2 separate regions of the Mus musculus genome follow, and region 1 is linked to region 2. Evidence: chromatin contacts called from public HiCAR-type data. All regions are on one chromosome and are shown on one strand. Each heading gives the region's core, a stretch centred on a gene start, on an enhancer-like site or on the middle of the called end of the contact. The rest is flanking DNA. Distances are from core to core; before and after follow the strand shown.

Region 1 (4,954 bases), core at 1,613-4,112, 2.5 Mb after region 2:
CATTGCTCCTGCCTATAAATTACAAATTTTAAGAAATTACCACAACTATTGGTACTTAAATACAGGACAGAAATAAAATTGTTGACATCTAGTTATACTTCTAAATTTCAACAAACATCAACAGGTAATACATTTTAAAAATGTCAAACCACCATTTCCTAGTTAAATTTCATTATCTTGATATTTTACCAATAAAGAGATTTTCTTCTAAAGTCAACACAATCTGAACTCTAAAACTTGACATATGACTTTACAAAATGTGTTTCATTAATACATTTTATTCTCAAAACTTAAGCCAAACTTCCATGTAAAAATGTTTGCTTCATATTTTAAGTTGATTTTGAAAAATCAAGAGAAACGTGTTGCTTTGAGATGTGATTTCTACACTGCGTTGCTCTAATGATGTGCAAACAGACGAGGGACAATAACGATTTGCCATGTAGCATTCATTGATCAATATAATTCGAAACCACCAGAATAACAATTTTCTGGACTCAGAGTGGATGTGTGAATTTAGGATTCTGCTCCTCACTGGAACTGTCAGAAGCAGCAAGCAAAAGATGGCAGCAGCGAGTCGTCCGAAGGCTCAGCACCACACAGGAACACTTCACCCTAGTTTTCACATTATCTAATTGTGAACTTAATAATATCTCCAGTTACAAATAAATCTGGAAGGACAGAAATCATAAATGTTTCAACGAAGTGCATCAAAGAGTAAATGAAATCCTTGTTGTTTAGGGCATGTCTGCTTCTTAAAGATCCCACACCTACCACAAGAAGTTCTTCAGGGACTGATCATGGGTGTTGCCATAGCGATCAATAAATCAATGGGAATTTTGCGATTTCTCATAAAGCAAAGCAAACAACTTTTCTCTCATACTGGATCTTTTTGGATATAAACATATGTATATGCTATAAGGATAGGATCTGTGCACCTACTACGATATCTGATTTTGTCTTAGTCTCTTCCCTGTCCCCACTGACTTACTGACTCCTTAAAATTCATAAGGAGAAAAACAGGGATCCAGAGAGATGGCTCAGTAATTGTGCTTGTTCTGCAAGTTTGAGAACCTGAGTTCAGGACCCCCATAGAATGACTGGTGAGGCCATGTAACACACCTGTAAATCAAGTCTTGAGGGGACCTGGAGACTGGAGGTTTTGGGGGGCTTGTTAGCCTCTAAGTTCACAGGTTCAGTGGAAGACCAAGTCTTAAAGAATAAAGCCAAGAGGGACAGAAAAGAACATTATTGAGTTCTCCCTGGTCTCCGGGCATCAGCACACATATTCACATAGACCACATGCCTCACATACATACATACACGTATCTCTCACACATGCTAGCACATACAAATCACACAAGTACAAACAGAAACAGACACACAGAGGCTAAGCGCATCTTTTATTATGTAACACACACACACACACACACACACACACACACACACACACGAGATGTGACAGCTGGTGTGCCTTACAAGCCCCAAATTCCAGATTCAACTGAAGCTGATGTGGGAAAAAAAAAAACAAAAAAACAAAAAAACAAAAAACCAAACCTGCAAATGACCACATATCTTCCCTCACAGGAATCAGGCTATGTTAATGTCACACCAGCTTCGAAGGAGAACCTACACTGGAGAACAACTTTTGGGAGTGAGACTGAGCCTACTAGAGGTAGATGGAATGACTGACGGTGCACATTTCCCTGTTGTGAACAGTCATTACTCAATCTCTTGTCTGTTCCTTTACATATTTAGTCTGCTTAACTTTTCTTTCCACTTGCCTCAGCCTTTCACTAACTCCAGAGAATAATAGAGGCTATCTCAGATTTAATGCAAGCATTTTGACCTTGTTGGATAATCTCTTGCAAACTGAATAGAAATGTCCCTGAGATTACTGAAGCTGGAACCCCTCTTATTACAAGTTCGGGGTTCCTGGTCCATTTATCTGTGTCTCAGAAAATGGCTCTGGGAAAGAGTAGGGTGGGGTGGGCTGGCTTCAAAGTAAGGATCTTTGGTGGAATAATTATGGGACGTATTTGTCCTGCATGTGACTGACAGACTTTGCAGCCACACAGGGACATAGATGAAGGTCCTGAGGGCCTGCCTGCCTTGGAACTTGGCATGGGTTTCGTTTTCCAACAAGACTTTTCATAGTGTGACTTTGCTTGCTAGATTTAGCACTCTGTGTTGCCTAATGACTGACTAACTGAGAGACATTCGGAAATCTCAGTTGGAAATGGAGCAAGCTTCACAGACTCCACCGCGGTCAGTGGAGGAGGAGCAAAGTTTTCATTTTAGCACGGGACAATGGAAGAGAAGAGGAAAACAGTCGTGGAGGTGTCCAAGAAGACAACTGGGTGAGACGTGACAGGAAGACGAAGAGAATTCATTAAAGCTCTAGATCCAGCAAGGGTCTTCCTTGTAGGAAGTTTACTCATATTCCAGATTTTAAAACCAGACTGAGTTTGCATAAAGCATAATCAGAGCAGGAGGTGGTGGAGATGGGGCCCCAACACTACGAAAGAACCTTTCACAGACGTCATGCGTTCTTTGCTTTGGAACCCTAGAATCTACAAGAACATCCACCCCCATCCACTAGCTTTCATGGCTGGCCCGGTGCTCTCCTTAACTCACAAGCTACTCTAAAACCCCTCAATCGCTGCCCCTTTGCAGACCAACATCTGCCCCGCAGAATCAACTCTCCGCGTAGGCTCTATCTCGGGTGCTGTCTGTTCCCGGGGATGCGCGGCCCTCTCCCAACCTGAGCCGCCTCCTCCCATCTCTGCTGCTGTTGCTGCCGCCGCGAAAACCAGAAGTGGAATTCGCGTGGCGAGGCGCCGCGCTCTCTCGGCGGCACTGGGCATGCTCCGCACCCGGGGCAGGTTTCGGTGGTGGGGCGGACGCTCGCTCGCTCACTAGCCAAGCGCCGGAGCCGGCCGCCGCGGCTGAGCCGGAGGCTGAGCTGCGGCGCGCGGCGGGAGGAGCCTCGCTCTCGGCGGCGGCGGCGGCGGCGGCGACACAGGTGGCGCGGGCGGCGCGCAGGGCGCAGCTCGAGAGCGCTCGGCGCCGGGCGCCAGGGCGGCCCAGGCTCGCGCCCGCGGCGGCAACCGGCCGAGCGGAGCGGCGGGCGCGGCGGCTCGGTAGCCCGGCCCGAGCCCGGGGAGCCCCGCGGAACCCTGAGCATCCCGCGGCGCCCGCCGAGTCGGGCAGGGGGCGCTACGCTCGCCGCGCTCGGAGGGGCGGCCGGGCCGGGCGCTGCGCACTCGCGTCGGGAGCCGCCTCTCGCCTGCCGCGCTCGCCCCTGCTCCCCGCCAGCATCACTTGTCCCGCGGCCGCGCTCCGACAACAAAAGCGGAGGATGCTGCAGCTGGGCAAGGTCAGGACCTTGCTCTGAAGCCGGGCGGCGGCGCGCACGCCTTTCCCCCGACTGAGGAGCTGTCTTTGGCGGCGGGTGCATGTTCGCCAGGAAGCAGTCGGGCGCCGCGCCGTTCGGTGAGTTGCCTTAGCTGAGCTGCTGGAGCCGGGCGCATCCTCCGGGCGTCGTCCTCTTGCTCACCGCCGGTGGGGGTTGGTCCTCCGCTTCCAGCGGGGCTAGGGGTGGCGGCGGGCGGCAGTGGGGTGCTGTCTGCCCCGGGGGAGGACCGCGATCCTACCGGCTCCCCTCTTGGAAGGCGGCTCTCCCCGCAACGGGGTCCGGGGTCAGTGTCTTTCTTGGAGCGGTTACCAAGTGGCTTCTCCGCGTGCTCCCCTCCCTGCCACCCCTCTACCTCGGAGGACGCGTATATAGGGCAACACCGACTGCTCCCCGCCACCCTCCAGAGCAACCCGGTTGCATTCATGACGTCCCTAATATACCGGAGAAGACGGGGTGGGGGCGGGGAAGACTTCCTTCCAGTCTTTTGCCCTTATGTTCAATGTCATTACGATGTTTGGCTAGAACAAAATGGAAAGACTTAGTCATATGCGTCCATGGCCGTTTCTTCAGTCTCCCGCTGCTCGCCAGACCCAGACCCCTTTGGTCTATATTTAGCGTTTCCGAGGAAGCATTTTCAGAGGGATTCACAGGCTTCCGGGGGCTTCTCTGTCCTGACAATAGATAGCGAGGCTCTGGAAAGCGCTGCCTGACAGCCAGGTTTGGCAAGGGTGCTTGTGCATGGGAGATAGGCGTAGCGATATTTGGGTGATTCGTAATTAATGGCTGAAAGCAAAGCTGCGTTTCGCTCCCCCCTTCCTCTTCTTCTTGTGTGTAATGTGTTTTCATCGATTGATACTCAGCATGTTGAGCCACTCTGTTCAGAGTAAAGTCTCTAGGAAGGAGGTGCAACCTCCTCGGTCGGAGGGTGGGGGTCGGAAAACAGACTTGGGGGCTTAGAGGGATGTGCATCTCTGTATTTTCCACAAGGAGCCACTTATTTCTCAAATACCCAAAGTTGCGTTTTCACTGTAAACACCGGGGTAATGAAGGGTGTGGAAGAAGAGGATAATAGAGGGGGAGGCTGTGCTTGCAAGGGGTTTGTATTTCCCTCATTTGAACTGATCTGCTGTGCTTCAACTCTGCAAGGCTGTATACGTATGCATGCCTAATGTTCTCTAAGAGATATGTTGGCTTAGAAAAGAGATATGTAATGAGCAAAAATCAGGCCCGATAAGCATGACGGACAGTTCACTTTTAGGAACTGTGTGACTGATATTTAAGACGCCGAGAATTTTCTGCATTGACTTCCATGAAAATGGGGAGGTGTTGCCCCTGCCCATGAGTTACCTCATTTTGCACACTTCCACTGGTGGTAGTTCAGTTGATGTGCCCGCTGGTGAGCATGTATCAACATAATTGGAAGGCTCCCCAGCCCCGCTACTAAAATCCAGTGGAAGATTGTTTGATATGACTCCTTTTGGATTGCCAACGTAGAACAGTGCATGATTTGGGGGATCTGATATATGGGAGGTATGGCCA
Region 2 (5,116 bases), core at 2,241-4,740:
GCACCACCGAATGAGAGCGGGGAGAATCACACAGAACTCTTTTGCCTCTGTTGCCAGCATCTCCCTACGCAGCACCCAAAGAACACAGTGAGTACCCACCACAACTGGGAAGAGACAAGCACGACGACTCTGGACAAGCCAGCCAGGGTGCTCAACCCACCTGAGAGCCAGAGAAGTTCTCTCTGGTGAACCAAAGTCTACTGGATAACTCAAGAAGACATTTTTCCTTTAATAACTACACCAGTAAAGAATCTCTACCTAGATAACACATCCGCTTTAAAAAAAAAAATTACATGCCATTGGCTAGTCATTCCATAGAAATAAGAGAAGTCTAAAAGTGGAGCAAACAAATAGCAAAACATATCAACTATAGATCTTTGGTTTAAAAACATGTGTGTGAGTCTGTCTGTATATCTGTGTGTCTGCCTGTGAGTCTGTATGTGTATAATGTAGCTGCAAATCCTTAAACCATCTTTTTTTTTCAAAGAAGGAAAATATTTCTCTCTTCCTTAGAGCAGGACTTGGGAACAGCTACTTGCACCCCTCAGGACAGTTACTAACTGCCTGAGCCCCCTGCTTACCAAGCAGCTCCCCAAGGCCAGAGGAGCTCCAGTATAAACGCCCATCCCCCGTAGTCCCTGTGGACGTAAAGTTCACACACACTGTGGGCATCACTCCTTTCTCGGCTGATACTAACTGTTCCAGTTCGCCTCTCTCCCTGGGCGCAGGCATGCTCACCTTCTGAATTCACCTCCCTGCCTAGAGACTAATGTGTTCACCCGTGGAGACAGCGTGTCTAGTGCAGGCATGACACATCTGCTCCACACACAAGGTCAGTGACTGGCGAAGGGCTTGGACATAAGGGAACGCAGGATATTCGGAAGGCAGTTTTCTAACTGGGGGAATAGTCTAGGTATGAGGTTGGGATCTTGGCCGGACAAGTTCCCATTTAAAGCAGTTTTGTATCCGAGGGATAAACCAAACAGTAAGTAGCTTCATAACAGAAGGCAAGGATGATAGTTAGGACAGCAGCACTGAGCATTACAGAGCTTTCCATGGTCTGTAAACAACCAGAACAACTTTATATGTAATAAGTGCTCTAAGCCGCAATGGGAGTCTAAAAAAATGATACTCATTATTTTCTAAATTTTGGCTTAGCTTCAGAACATACTCCCAAGACAAAATCCTTACCTACAACAGCAACATAAAACAAATAAAAGAAAGCAAAGCTGCTTCGGATGTGGCTGGAATGCCAGACCTGGCTCATGGTATTCCCCCATGTAATGTGTGTGTCCCCCACAGTGTGTGTGAACACCAGGCCTCCCAATCCCAACACTGAGGGTCCATCAAGGAGCTAAGGAGCTCCTCACAGCACAGCTGAGGATGTGCGCGCTGCCAGGGAACTTAGGGTCAGTGGTGGATGATAGCACAGCCACGGCTCAAGCCCGCCAAGAATTAAGGACCGTGAAGTAAGATAGCTGGAGTTGAATGTAGGGAAAACAAGCATCGGCCTCAGACACAGAGGTCTGCCAAAGATGCCGAAAGGCCAGCTGGTTTTACAGCACCGTGATATCACCCCTTGTAGGTGATGGTGGCTTCTCTGAGGTTTGGAGCACTGGATGAAACAACCTTCAAGATGTCTCGTCCTTGTCCAGTATTCTGACAGGGTCTCTCTAGTAACACTGTCCACAGATGCGTGCCCCCGTGAGTTTTCAATACAGAAACACGTTTAACAATACTTTAAAAAGACTATCCCCAACCCCTTCTCCATCTCCAACAATTCTATGGGGGGGGGTCTTCTATTTTTCTTTGGTTTCTGTCAAGGTTTACTAATAGTCTTAAAAGTGGATCTATGTCTTTCTTTTAGCAAATAGTTAAGAGGTATACCAAAAGGTTGTTTCCATTTCAGCTGGAGTAAGTGACTTTAAGGCCACTGTGTCGGTTTTGTTTGTTTGTTTGTTTGTTTGTTTTTTGTTTGTTGTTTTGTTTTTGGTTTTGGTTTTTGGTTTTTTTTTTTTTTTTTTTTTTTTTTGTCTTGTTTTTGTTTTTGATCTGTTTGGAAAACAGAACCAGCGAAGAGGATCTCCTATGCTCCTAAGTCCTCCCTCAGCAGTTATATTCGAAAGGGAAACGTTTTCCACAATCTTATCCTTGAATCTCACTTTGTCCTGCAAACCTACAGCAGACCCCACAGACTGAAACAAACGAAAGGTCCCTCTCTCTCCTTGGGCTCAGCGCACTGACACGCCTTGGACTTCGTGCAGAGAAAGGAAACGTTCTTGGTGGTTTTGTTAAGCCAAAGTAGGCATTCTGCAGTCTCCCAAACCAGCTCTTTCCCAGTCATGTCCTTGCCTCTGTTTCCAACTTTCTTTTCTCTGCCAAACTAAAGGAAGAAAGAAACAAAATAAAAAATGTTCGACTGGATACGCCCACAGGAAATACTTGGCTAATTCTATAATAACCTGAGGTGCATAAAGGTTAAACAAATGAGTTAATTCTCTAAACTTCAGAGACTTGGGTAATTTAGTCACAGACTAGGCTGGGAGAGGCCTTCGGAATTAACTTGTCCAGCATGCATTTCACGAATGGTTGATGTCTTGAATAACTCCTACCCAGACACTCTAGGGTGGACTGACGTCCAGACCTCGTGTCCTGAACAGTGTTGCTTCCACTACACAACACAGTGCTGTGTCAGAAGCTCCTACTAGGACGGAGAGCAGCAATTAGGAACATTCCCGGTGTCCAACAACCCCATTTACACACTGAAAGCAAGAACACACACAGCTTAGATTCACTACTAGGCTCACATTCCTTGAGTGGTAGATGGTGAAACACAGGATCCAGCGTGTGGCCCAACAAAACCTAGAGAAACTGAACCACGGACACAGCTGTGGGACCGGAAGAAAGACATTTCATCTCTAAGGTCTTTGGAGAGGACAGACCACTGCTACCCAGTGGGGCAGGGGCCCGAAATGCAATAGCGATCTACTGTCACCCTGTCCCCTTGGTGAGCATTTTTTTCCCCCTAAAGTCAAGAGTGTTCTCTGCGGTTTACAACTCTGGTTGCTGAAAAGGTGTGGGCCACATCCTCTCAAGGCGCAAACCCCGGTAGCTTAGTTTACAACCAAGTTGCTCCCTCGAGGACACCGACCAGCTTGTCCACGCGCCCGGGTACTCCTGGATAGACCCGCCTCTCTCCGATGGCCGGGGACTCAGATGCAACCCACGCACAGCCACGCGCGCGAGGTGTAGCCGTCCCCGCGCCACAAGCACCCTTCGCTCTCCCTCGCCCACCCTCCGCCGCCACTACACCCTCCGGGAGACTGTGCTCATCCCGGCGCCCACCTGAGGTGGTCCGAGCGCGCTCCCGCTCCCGCGGCGCGCTCCTCGGCGCCTCCATGCGGGATGCGCGCCTCCACCCGCGCGCACCCTCCGCTACAGCCCGGCGCCCCGCTCGCTTCTCCGCAGCCGCAGTCCCGAGCTCAGCTACTGTGACAGCCGTCCGTGCTCCCGCCCTGAACGCAGACTGACGCCCGGTGCCGCCACTCAGAAGCTAGGGCGGAGTCTAGGGCGGAGCCTCCGCGCGAGGTAGGCGTGAAGGGCGCGGCGGCGTGGAAAGCTCAGAAGCTCAGCGATGGGAGCGCTGCGGAGGCCGCGGCTCTGCCCCTAGGGCTGCACCTCCACGCTCACCCTGGGCGTTCCACTGGTTCGGATCTAGAGTCCTCTCGGGAGCTCTGCACCAGAGCCAGAGAACTTGGGGAAGAGACTGATGGGCCGAGGGACCGAATGCCCCTCACCAGCTCAGGACAGCTTGGTGCCTCGATTCCCTGTTCACCACGGGACAAACCTGCTATGTCTGCGCCGGAGAGCTAGAGGCTGGGATCCAAAAGCAACTGCACCCGGGGCTTGTTCCACTACGTGGGGCAGGGCTTCCTCGTCTTTCTGCATGGGTCAGCACATTCGGCTAATGCGTGCTTGGAACTGTTTAGGGACGAACAAGAGCATTCTTGACAAAAAGTGGTTCCATAAAGTAATTTCTTAATTGTTAAAAAACAATACAAAAAGCTAACAGAAAAAGTAAATGGCCTAACAAGAAAAGGATACAAGATTTTTTTTGCTCCTGATTAACTAATTTGATGGACCCCTCCTTTTTTCCAGAAGAAGACAAGAGAGGGGGAGGGGAAGAGGGAGGGGGAGGAGAAGAGGGAAGGGGAGAGGGAGGGGGAGGAAGAAGAAGAAGAAGAAGAAGAAGAAGAAGAAGAAGAAGAAGAAGAAGAAGAAGAGAAGAGGAGGAGGAGGAGGAGGAGGAGGAGGAGAAGAAGAAGAAGAAGAAGAAGAAGAAGAAGAAGAAGAAGAGGAGGAGGAGGAGGAGGAGGAGGAGGAGGAGAAGAAGAAGAAGAAGAAAAAGAAGAAGAAGGAGAAGAAGAAGAGAAGAAGAAGAAGAAGAAGAAGAAGAAGAAGAAGAAGAAGAAGAAGAAGAAGAAGAAGAATCATCTCCATGAGTACTTCCTTTTTCTCCAGTGCAGACAGATTCCAAATACAAAAAGACTAGCATGCAAAATATCCTGGCAGCCTCCGGAAAAATAAGCGCCATAACTAAAGAAACATGTGGAAACAGCCTGGAATTTTGTGTGAGTTCAATAGCCTTAGGGCTATGTCAACAAGTCATTGAAACATTGCAAGTCTCTCTGGATCTCAGAACAAAGGATCAAAAGGATCGTACATCTTTAGTCTTGCCTCAGAAATCCCTGTCAGACCAAAAGCCTGAGTCAGCAGCACCAGGCAACTAAGAGAGCTGGCTCAGCGGGACTTGTGGTCCACCGCGAGTGCATTTTCCCTGTTAGTGTATTTCACGAATCCCCGCATTTGCTCGTGAGATTGGTAGGGTAACCTGGGTTCACTGGGGCCCATCTGGTGCCAGTGCAGAATTCAAACTAAGGTCTGACCTCAGTCACTCAAACATTTTTCAGCACAAGTTTCACAGAGCATGGTTGCAAGCTTGCTGTGTTTAAAAATCTCTTGTCCAACTCAGATATTTAACATTGAGGGGGTCGGTTTTCTACAGGCATAAACTATCCCTTGCGTGTCTAGGGGCCCAGTACTCCTACAAAATTAA

The links. HiCAR-type assays count read pairs that join an accessible place to other places.
Region 1: a HiCAR-type map of astrocytes shows a contact between it and region 2, with 4 times the contacts expected there. The contact joins the promoter of Ctnnd2 here to the promoter of Otulinl in region 2. A contact is called at or near these places in 1 of 39 promoter capture datasets (liver) and 1 of 115 datasets of contacts at active chromatin or transcription factors (astrocytes).

What each region holds. Positions count from the first base shown.
Region 1 is chr15:30,169,672-30,174,625 of GRCm38.p6, forward strand. Ctnnd2 (catenin (cadherin associated protein), delta 2) reads left to right here and starts at 2,863. Exons shown (of 23, transcript NM_008729.3): 1 at 2,863-3,492. The coding sequence starts at 3,456. It overlaps Gm31953 (a long non-coding RNA gene), which reads left to right and starts at 3,499. Exons shown (of 2, transcript XR_875097.3): 1 at 3,499-4,132.
Region 2 is chr15:27,678,052-27,683,167 of GRCm38.p6, forward strand. Otulinl (OTU deubiquitinase with linear linkage specificity like) reads right to left here and starts at 3,491. Exons shown (of 8, transcript NM_001242423.1): 1 at 3,346-3,491. The coding sequence starts at 3,400.